Linked DNA regions of Capsicum annuum: region 2 is linked to region 1. Evidence: chromatin contacts called from public Hi-C data. All regions are on one chromosome and are shown on one strand. Each heading gives the region's core, a stretch centred on a gene start, on an enhancer-like site or on the middle of the called end of the contact. The rest is flanking DNA. Distances are from core to core; before and after follow the strand shown. Region 1 overlaps LOC107847556. Region 2 has its middle 65 kb from the start of LOC107846561.

What was found. Hi-C and Micro-C count contacts between places; a contact is called where the count stands out from the background.
Region 2: a contact with region 1 is called in a Hi-C map of placenta, with 4 times the contacts expected there. The contact joins two enhancer-like sites. A contact is called at or near these places in 2 of 5 Hi-C or Micro-C datasets (leaf and placenta).

The regions. Positions count from the first base shown.
Region 1 is chr11:32,316,364-32,321,530 of UCD10Xv1.1, reverse strand. LOC107847556 reads left to right here. Exons shown (of 5, transcript XM_016691888.2): 3 at 3,994-4,596. Among protein-coding and RNA genes, the nearest start is that of LOC107847556, 8.2 kb to the left of the region's middle. Within about 2 kb of position 3,845, at least 5 of the 5 cell types and tissues checked have an H3K27ac peak or open chromatin away from gene starts, as enhancers often do.
Region 2 is chr11:32,549,555-32,554,989 of UCD10Xv1.1, reverse strand. No RefSeq gene overlaps it. Among protein-coding and RNA genes, the nearest start is that of LOC107846561, 65 kb to the left of the region's middle. Within about 2 kb of position 1,904, at least 1 of the 5 cell types and tissues checked has an H3K27ac peak or open chromatin away from gene starts, as enhancers often do.

The DNA.
Region 1 (5,167 bases), core at 2,596-5,095:
CATAAACATGTCATGTGGAAAGTTGAAATTAAAGTATTGAAAAAAAAAAGTGTCATTGTAAGCCATTTTTTTTAAAGAAAAAAAAGGCTATTGTAGGTCAATTCGTTTTTAATAGGAGGGAGTAATTGATTACCCTCCTTTTTCCTTTTTCCACAAACTAACAACCTATGTTCCAATGATTCTACTAGAATAATCAGATAGATAAATCAACATGAGTTCCAGTAGGATGATTGTAATCTCTTTGTTTATCATTAGAGATTTGGAAACATTGCATCTATGTAAAAATCATATATAATTTGTAAATTTGAATTAATCTGGTATCAAACATCAAATATAATAAAAGTAAATAAACAAAAAGATAGGTATCATACTTCCTCCGTCTTCTTTTGTTTAGTCTTCTTTTGTTTAGTCATGTTGACTTGACAGATCTTTTAACAAGACTTTAATTACAAGAACATTTTACTAAGTTAATTTTAGGAGAAATAACAGAAACGACACTTCAAATTAAATTATTTTCATAAAAATGATCGTGAAATTTAAATTTCACTTTCTAACCATTTCAATTTGTTGGTTTGTTATGTACCTTTTCTACACACCTTCTATACAAGTTCTAGCATATCTTATACATATAAATATTCTATATGAAAATTATATAGTTTTAATACACAATGTATACAATAAGAGTATATTTTTGTACACGTTTTATACAATAATTATATAATTTTCATACAATTGCTATATATTTTATACATATACATATTTGATAGAACTATACAATTTTTATACATATATCTTATATAGATACATATTCTATTTAGCAATTATATTGTTTTAATATAATTTAATTATTATTTCTAAACAATAAAATAAAAGCAGAATATTTGCTCAGTTAAAAAATCTATAGCAAAAAAAATTTGAAATATTTTTAAAAGGGCCGAATTGCCCAAGTTGAATATTGTATCAATATTGTATACAAAATGTATCAGTATTGTATATGAACTGTATATAGATTATGTAGGCCAAAATGACTCAAATTAGGAAATGACTATAAAGCGAAAATGGTATATCCGACTGGTCACTTTTTGAAAAGTTTTCAAACTTGGGCTATTTATTTTAAAAAGTGTTATAGAGTATCTTTTTGCCTTAATTTTATTAATAATACTTTGAAACTCTAAATTTAACTATTACTCTTTATTTTATTATTTAATATTAAAAATAATATAAAAATACTAATAAAACACTCTTATTTTACAAAAATTGACAAATAAAATGCAACAGAAAGGAGTAGGTATCATCATAACAAATTGTAAAGCTACGTTTCTTCACGTTATATTAGATTGTAAACGTGCATTATAGATCAATATTTAGATCTAAAAATTACATAAATACACAATTTATATTTTTAATATTACAAAAAATTTTAACTCCCTAAACATATTAGGAAAAAATTATTATTTCCACCCTAAACTATACTCAAAAAGTCTAAAACACACCTAAAATATAGGAGTGACCTAATACACATTTAAACTACTTAAAAGTGAAATTTTCTACACTCTATAAAGCATTATACCACTTACATATGGTGTGGTATTTCACACGCGTCTGTCACATCAACGCCAAGTCAGCAGAATACGAAAAAAATAAAAAATTTAATATTTTCATATTTTTTTTAAAAAAAATTAAACATATGCTAACACACATACCTCTATTTTTTGATGGATTAATAGTTAACACACTCACATAAGGGGGACATGGAAGAGAATTGAGAGCCAAAAAGGGAGATTTGAGAAGAGAGTAACGTGAGAGAGACGGCCAATCGCGAGAGAGGATAAAATAGACGGTGAATTTGAGAAGGGAAAGGAGATTGTAGGTGAAAATGAGAACTACCAGTTGGAAAAAAGAAGAAGAAGTAAAAAGCCAGAATCTTGAGTGAGTAGAAATCTGATACTGAAAATTGGTTACAACATTCTTGATAAAGTCATTGTTGTTGGATTTGGGAGGTTTACGCAGGGCTTCGTCGGCGTCCGGCAACTCGTCAGAGTAAGAAGGAAGCATTTAATGAAGATTTTAATAAACAAGAAATGGTTGTAAAGTAAAGAAGAGAGGCGAAGGACAAGAAGGATAGAAAATTATTTTAGTAGTAGATCGACACACTCAACTTTTACTAATCGTGACTATACTACATGGGCATAATTTATTATTCAATAGATAATTTTAGAATCAATTATACAAAATGATATTAGGAAGCATTCTCGTCAAGTGTTTGATGAAGTGTGACGAAAGTTTTCAAAATTTGCCCGTTTAAATAACAAATTTAATTTAATTTTGTTAATGGTGAAATTGATATTGATTCGGTGAAGGTGGAGAATGGGGTGTGAAGAAATTGCTTATTTGATGGTAGAGATGGAGTTTGAGGGTGGGGGTGATGAAAAAGATGTGTTGGTTGGGGTGGGGTTGGATTTGGGGGTAGGGATGATGAAGAAGAAGATGTTTGGGGGTGGGGGAAGGGAATTTTTAATTTTTAATTATTTTTTTCATTTTTTTATTTAAACGCGTCTTTTTAAATTTAAATAATTATATTTTTTTCACGTCAGATTTAAGGGGTAAAAAATTTCACTTTTAAATAGTTTAGGTGTGTATTAAGTCACTCCAATAATTTAGGTGTGTCCTAGATTTTTCAAGTATAGTTTAAAATGAAAACAATAACTTTTCTCAATATATTACAAAAATTTAACATATACATAGAATATTCTGTATATATCAACTAAAAAAATAAAAAAAATATAATTACTTTCAAAAGAGTTGATATTTATGTTATTTATATTTTTAGATAACCACAAAAATTTTAAGTATTGCAAGTCAAACTTCAAACTAAAAGTCACGAGATAAATAGGGATGTCGATAAAGTTTATCCAAGAAAATTATACTTAATCTAACCACGTTCACATGATACTGTTTCTTTTTTAATTATTTCATTAAAATAAAATATACTTTATGTAAAAAGATTTAACATCAACTTTTTTTTCTTTAATTGCATATTTTTATAGTCATAAAAGACCGCTAATTTTAAAAGTATTTTCAACTTTGAGGAGCAGCTATCTCATCAAAAATACAGCTTTTGATAAGAATTTCAACTGTGGCCTTAGAATTAGGCACACTATTAAAATCTGTTCTGCTTTTTTTTTCAGAGAATTGATTTGAGGAGACATGAGTAGAAATTATTTTTTAAAAATAATTTTTTCATTGATTCACAGTTGAAAAAGCCTCAATTTCCAACTGTTTTTATTTTTAGAATAAAACGTTTAAGTTAGAATAAATTTTGTTAATACCAAATATGGGTTCAATCTATTTATAGTAGACAATTCTGTTATGCAAATTTACTATTTTTGCAGCCCCGCTAGTTTTACTCTTAACATTCATATTATTTTATTTTAGAACTTTTTTTATTTTTTGGAATAAAAAATTTAAATAATTACACTACCAAATATAGCTCAATCTATTCTATTAATCTATTCAAATAGATTTTTTGATAGAGCAATTTACTATTTTTGCAACCCTCACCAATCAGTTAAATACAAAAAGAAAAAGGATAAAAACTATAATTATCTTCTCAAGTAACTTAACCGAATAAGGAAAGTATATACTACTTATTTCTTTTCTATTCCTTAACGAGATCCAATTTTGACCACGTCTAAAAATAGGAAAAAAATAAAAAAGACTTCACTCGGTTAAATCCAGAAAAAAGGGGGAAAAAATCTCACGTGTCAAACATTTAACGCGGTTATCTTAAAGCGTGTCGCCCATCATAAACATTGCTGTCGTCCACCATACTTCAATAAAAAAAAAATTCTACAACATTACTATATAAAAGTCCTCTCAATTACTAGAGGTTCATGTCTTGTTTGCTTTTGTCAAGAGCTGTTTAATAAAAATTCTCTCCGTTATCAGAATTTATCATAATTTCATTCATATTTGTTGCTTGTTTTTGGATAGACAACTTGTATAACAAAAACATCAGCAATGGAGTTATTCCACAAAGCAAAAGCTGTTCGTTTACAAAGCCACCATGACAAGTACTTAACAGCTGAGGAAGACGAAGAATCCGTAACACAAGATCGTAACGGAGCATCAAAAAATGCAAAATGGACAGTCGAGTTCGTGCCAAAAACTGATAACGTTATTCGTTTAAAGAGTTGTTATGGAAAATATTTAACTGCATCAAATCAGCCATTTCTTCTTGGTATGACTGGTAGGAAAGTGCTTCAGACGATTCCAGCTAGACTTGATTCATCCATCGAATGGGAACCTATTAGGGAAGGGCAACAAGTTAAGTTGAGAACAAGATATGGACAGTTTTTGAGAGGGAATGGTGGACTTCCCCCGTGGAGAAATTCTGTTACGCATGATATTCCTCAGAGGACTAAGACACAAGATTGGGTGCTTTGGGATATTCATGTTGTTGAAATATTGCCTCATTCGAATGGTGTTCCTGCAGCGCCTGCGGTGGAGTTGGGGAGGAGTTCAGATTCGTTTGCTTCTGAATCTGGTTCTCCTACTACTGGGTCCTCAAAATCTCTCAGCTTTTCTAGACAAGAGGTACTACTTCAATTTTCCAATTTTTGATCTTTAAAATGATATATAGATTTTGCAGTTTTTTATTATTTTTTGGGGGGTTGTTGGGGTTACAAGGTGTGGGTATGAAAGTTCAGCTAATCAACCAAACGAGCTAATAAGATTTCCGGCAGAATGTTCGTATTTGCACCTTAGGAGGTATCTTAATTTTATGCTTCCACTATATTTTGGAACGCACTTGATGTTGACTCTGAGGGTTCTTTGGATCCTAATCTGGGATAAAAATTGGTATTACATTTATCCCATGTTTGGTTAGGGATGTCAACGAGGTGGGGGTGGGGCGGGCAGGTTTAGACATGTGCAGAGCGGAGCGGGGCAGGTTTAGTTTGGTTATGAGTTTTAGCTAATATTGTAAGAAATCTTGCTATTAGCTATCACGCGTTAGATGTGGGATAGCTAATAATCCTGGAATTATTAGTCCCCGGTGTGTGGCCGAATCTAGTTCAATTGTGCAAATTATTTCAGGAAAAAAGTTTAAATTTATCCCTCTAATTCCAGCTGTGATTTAAAATTGCTCCATTACAGGTGATTTCTT
Region 2 (5,435 bases), core at 655-3,154, 240 kb before region 1:
TCGTTCGCTTTTACTTATTACTTTTTGATATGACACACACATCAAGAAAACAATTATTGATATGACTATTTACGACACTACTCTTATTAGTTGATGCATGTTTATAGTAATACTAGTTTAGGTGTATGCGCCTCGTGCGTGTACCCCACTTTATTGAATTCAAACGTTACACTAAATAGGATATTTCTCTAAATAATAAAGATGAATATAATAATTAAATTCAACATCTTTTGGAGAATTTATTTAATTAAACCTAACCTTTACTGAAAAATTTCTCATAGACGATCGACATTCATCTACCACCTGTAAACTGTAAAAAAATAATACGATGATAGAGACAGCAAAATAATATAATTAAATCTAACCTTTACACAAAAGTTTTCTCAAGCCGCCTGATACAAGCCAAATGGCCTCCGAGTTTCTAGAGAGGATGCTTAGGGTCAAATGACACTTGAAGAATTCTTGAGGGCTATCTAAAGGCATTCATTGGATAATTATGATGACCAAGGAAACTCAAGGGACGTTAGAGAGGCAAATGAAAGACTAAATGGGGCTAGAAAGCCCCCGAAAGAGGAGATGCGCCCTCTCCGCTATGGAGGTGTGCCCAACCCGCTCTAGATCCGCTAGAGCGGGTCAAAACAACCCACTATACCGTTGGGATATGCCCCAAGTGTGCCCCATATGCTCAAGCAAATGCCTAATGAGCTTCTATGTGTTTGTCTTTCTTAAGTGGGTCATTTTTGGGCCCATATGATGTAATAATCTATCCTGGACTATAAATAGTCCTTCTTTTCATTTTAATAGGTAGTTTATGTTGAATTATGAATTTGAACACTTGTGAGAGTGTGAGACAAGCGTGGATTTGCTTGTGTTGATCTTTTATTTAGAAACGTGGGTTTCTTGGGAATCGATTCCCTTGAGATCTACGTAAGATTTAGGTGCTTTGTCCAGTTTAATTGATTGAGGGTTTAAGGTTTGATACACCCTTTATTTGATTTCAATTCCTTGCATTGTGTCTATCTTATTGCTTCTCTATCTATCTTTAGCTTTTGTATTCGTATCGTAGTTTAGTTTTTGATCTCATACATTATTCGTGTATCAATTGGTACCAAAGCCGAGCTTGATTTCATTCCCACGAAGTCAATTTTGGGTTTGTTATCTAAAAAAAAGTATGTCAAAAATATTTTTAAGAAAACTCCTCCAAAACAATTTATGTTATTGAGTCCTTCTTGTTGTTTCTACACTAGATTTGTTTCATTTAGGGATATTTAGATTGGAACTTGGTCATTTAGTGTGTTTGGAAGTGCATTTAGAAGAAATCACCACTGCTTTCTTGAAATTTGAATAAATGGGTTCTTAGATCTAAAAATTTTTGGTTGAAATTTGAGGTCGAAGAAGTTGAAAGGTGTTTCCATGGTTGAAACAATCTTAGGGTTAAAAGATGGTGTCATTTGGAGAAGTTTGAAAAATCCACCATTTTTACAGTTTTAAAGGTTGAAGGAAATACAAGTGGATTTGAAAATTTGAAAGTTTTGTAGATGTTTTGAAGGCTAATGATGCATGTAATATGTTTCTTATGTTGATGAGAGCCTAAGGTTAAAATTTCGTAGAATTCCGAGCCAAAACAAAGAAGTTGTGCATTTTGGATTTTCAAAATTGTTCTTGGTGTTCTTGAGATGATTCATATATTCAAGTTGAATCTCAGCAAAAAGTTGTTGTTTGATCCAAAAAGGATAAATAAAAAGTGTACAAAAGTGTTAGTACAGGAGCACCTTTGAAGATTAAAAGAATATTCCAAGAGAAGAAGATAAAAAGGGACCACAACAAGTACATTTTGGCCCCTTGTGCAAGCATTTCGGCTGAGCTGCCTTGGAGGTGCCTTGGATGTGCGCCCAACCTGCTAAAGTGGGTCAAGGGCAGCCCAAAATAGTAGCTTATGCATTGGTGATGGCCCCCATATGCTCTAGATCTGCTCCCGATCCGCTTCGGCTTGTTTCAAGCGCAGATCACCCTTTTCAACACACTTTTTGCAAGGTTCCATCAATCTAACTTCATTTCATGATTCTTAACTTCATATTTTGATTCTTAAACACTAATTAACAACTAATAATTGATCTATTAGTTGATTAATTAGATCTAGAGTTCAATTCTTTCTTATCCGTTTTTGTGTGCTTTTCTCTTTTATTTTTGTTGAACCTTCTAGATTCAAGTTCGTTAGTTATTTTTGAGTTTTTTCTTTTCAATTTCAAACAAGAATCTATTACTACCTCAAGCCACAATTGGTACTAACCATTCTCCTTGGAAAACAAAAAACCTATCAACGCTTGCGACGCCAATTGAGTGACAAAAAAAGGTGTGAACTTTGAGAGCTTATGAGGTTGATCTCTTTAACTTTAACTTTTTTGTTGTCTTTGTTTTTGTTTAGTATTTATTTTCTAGGTAATATGACATTGGGAAAGGTTACCATGGAAGCTATAATGGAGGCTATAATGAGTGTGAAACAAGATATAAATCAAAGTATGGAAAGCATGGAAAGTTCACTCTCAAGAATGATAGATAAAATAATAGATAACCTACAATCCCCTAACTTCGTCTTATCCAATCCACCAAATTCCCGAGCTTCTTTGAGTGGACATGCTCCAAACTAACTTCAAGGTAATCAAACTAACTCTTGTACTCTAGTAAATGAGGCTAGTAGCCAACTAAGTGTGGAAGATAGTTTATCTTTAAGTGAGCTTAATATCTCCATACTTTATGATGATAATGTACAACTTGAAAGCATGAAACACTAGTTGATACTTATGATTACAAAATTGACTCTTCTAGTAAGAGCGATTTGTGTCCACCTAGTGTTAAAGACATTGAGATAAGTGATAGTATATTGTCTTGTGGAAGTCATGAGGACCGACTTGTGTGTGAACCTAAGACATCACTTGGGAAGGTTTGTGAAGTGTTTAAAGGACCTCAAGTGAATGGTGATATTGAGATTGTTGGTTGATTGAATGAGAATGACCCTCTAATTGCCTTTATTGAGGATCACGCTAGTATAGAGGGGTACAAATAATTGTATTGGCGGTAATCTTGGGGGGGGGGGGGAAATGCTTTCTAAACCCATGTCCATGGACACTCTACCCATTTGACCCCTGTGATCATTTTAAATGTGGTGGTTCTTCTCCACACCACTTGGTGCTTGGGAAAGAAGGCATTCCAACCATGGGTGAAATGATTGGAACTTATCCCTATGATGGAGAGTCTTTCTTGAAGATTTATAATCTCTTTGAGGGACCAAAGTTGTGTAAGGGAAGGGTCTCCAACAAAAATGAGAGTCATAGAGGGGTTTTATGCTTATTGAGATTTGGAACCCATGTGAACCTTCATGAGTGTTTGATTGATGACCATGGTTCCTCTAACATACCTTTTTGTCCAAATCTCTTGAATGAACAAGTAGCTCTTACTTTGTGGGGTTATACATCCTTTGTTGATCATTTTGATGCTTGGTTATATTTTAAGAATGTGCAACCTTGGCATGATGGTATTATTGAATGTGATAGTTCTAACCCTCATGCTATGAGGATATTGTGTTTGTTTGTCCTTCTTTTAGTCTTGCAAGGTTTAGATTCGAGGTCAAATCATTTTCAAGAAGGGGAGGATGATACAAGACAAATGGCCTCCAGGTTACTAGATAAGATGCTTACGGGTCAAATAACACTTGAAGAATTATTGAGAGCTATCTAAAGGCATCCATTGGATGATTATGATGACCAAGGAGACAGAAGGGGCGTTAGAGAGGCAAATGGAAGACCAAATTAGGCTAGAAATCCCCCAAAAGAGGAGATCTGTCCTATCCGCGTTGGAGGTGCGCCCAACCTACTCTAGATCCTCTAGAGCGGGTCAAAAAAGCCCATTATACCCTTGGGATGTGCCCCACGTGCGCTCCATATGCTCAAGCAAATGCCTAATGGGCTTCTATGTGTTTGTTTTTCCTAAATGGGTCACTTTTAGGCCTATATGATATAATAACCTATCCTAGACTATAAATAGGACTTCTTTTCATTTTAATAGGTAGTTTATGTTGAATTATTAATTTTAACACTTGTGAGAGTGTGAGGCAAGCATGGATTTTCTTGTGTTGATCTTTTATTTAGAAACGTGGGTTGCTTGGGAATCGATTCCCTTGAGGTTTATGTAATATTTAGGTGCTTTGTTCGGTTTAATTGATTGAGGGTTTAGGGTTTTGATACACCCTTTATTTGCTTTCAATTCCTTGCATCGTGTCTATCTTATTGCTTCTCTATCTATCTTTAGCTTTCGTATTCGTATCGTAGTTTAGTTTTCAATTTCGTACATTGTTTATGTATCGCTGTCCGACACTCATCTACCACCTGTAAACTATAATAAAATAATACAGCAATAGAGATATCAAAATAATACAACTAAACTTTACATTTACACAAAAAAATTCTCAAAACTGAGATATGAAAACAATACAAATAAATCTAACCTTTAACTAAAAAAATTCCTCAAAGCTGGACGACATTCATCTACCACCTGTAAATTCATCTGTGACCTATAAAATACAACTAAATAGTACAATAATGATCACAAAGCTTCAGTTTTGATGAAAATAATTCTTGTCTGAGCGAAAATTTTGACACTAAAGATTGACTTGAATGAAAATAAAGAAGATATATATATATATATATATCCATACACGTTGAATCTTATTATGTTGACAAAAATAGTGAAAACGTTGAGGGTTAGAAAATTAAGCATCCACCAATCTAGTCATGCAATTGAATCAAGTTAGATGAACATCAATCATATTTTCTCAATAAGTAAACAATTTCTTCTCTAGTTTAACGTGGATCTCAATATTTATAGAAGTATTTCTCTAATAGGGCCCTGTTTTAGGAGTATTTTTCTATCCTATTCTAGGAGTATTTTTCTAATTGATCTATACAAAGAAAAATATTAATTGATTCTCCTTATATATATTTTAGGAGTCCCATCTATTTTAGAAGTCTAGTTAATATAATAAAAATAATTAAATAATAAATTAAAAAATAGTGAAAAGATAATTTTGTCTAAAGGAGGGTCTTTTAATGAAGGACAAAAAGTTCAAATCACTTTTCTAAGGGTCTTCATACGGTTAATATATTAGAGATGTTTTGAATTTTTTAATTAAAATTTATTGTCCATAGACTCGACCGTTTTATTTATGGAAAAATTTCATAAAAGAACAACTTAAGTTACAAAACTACTAAAAATTCCTTCACTTTAAAAAATTTACAAATATCCCAACATTTACTACTTTTACCTTATGTAGTTAAAAGTTGAGATACATGTTAAAAACTTCCTTTTACCGGTTACAACTTTACCAAATTAAGCAACGATTTTCTTCTCATTCAACGCCTGATTTTGTGCTGCGGTTTTAA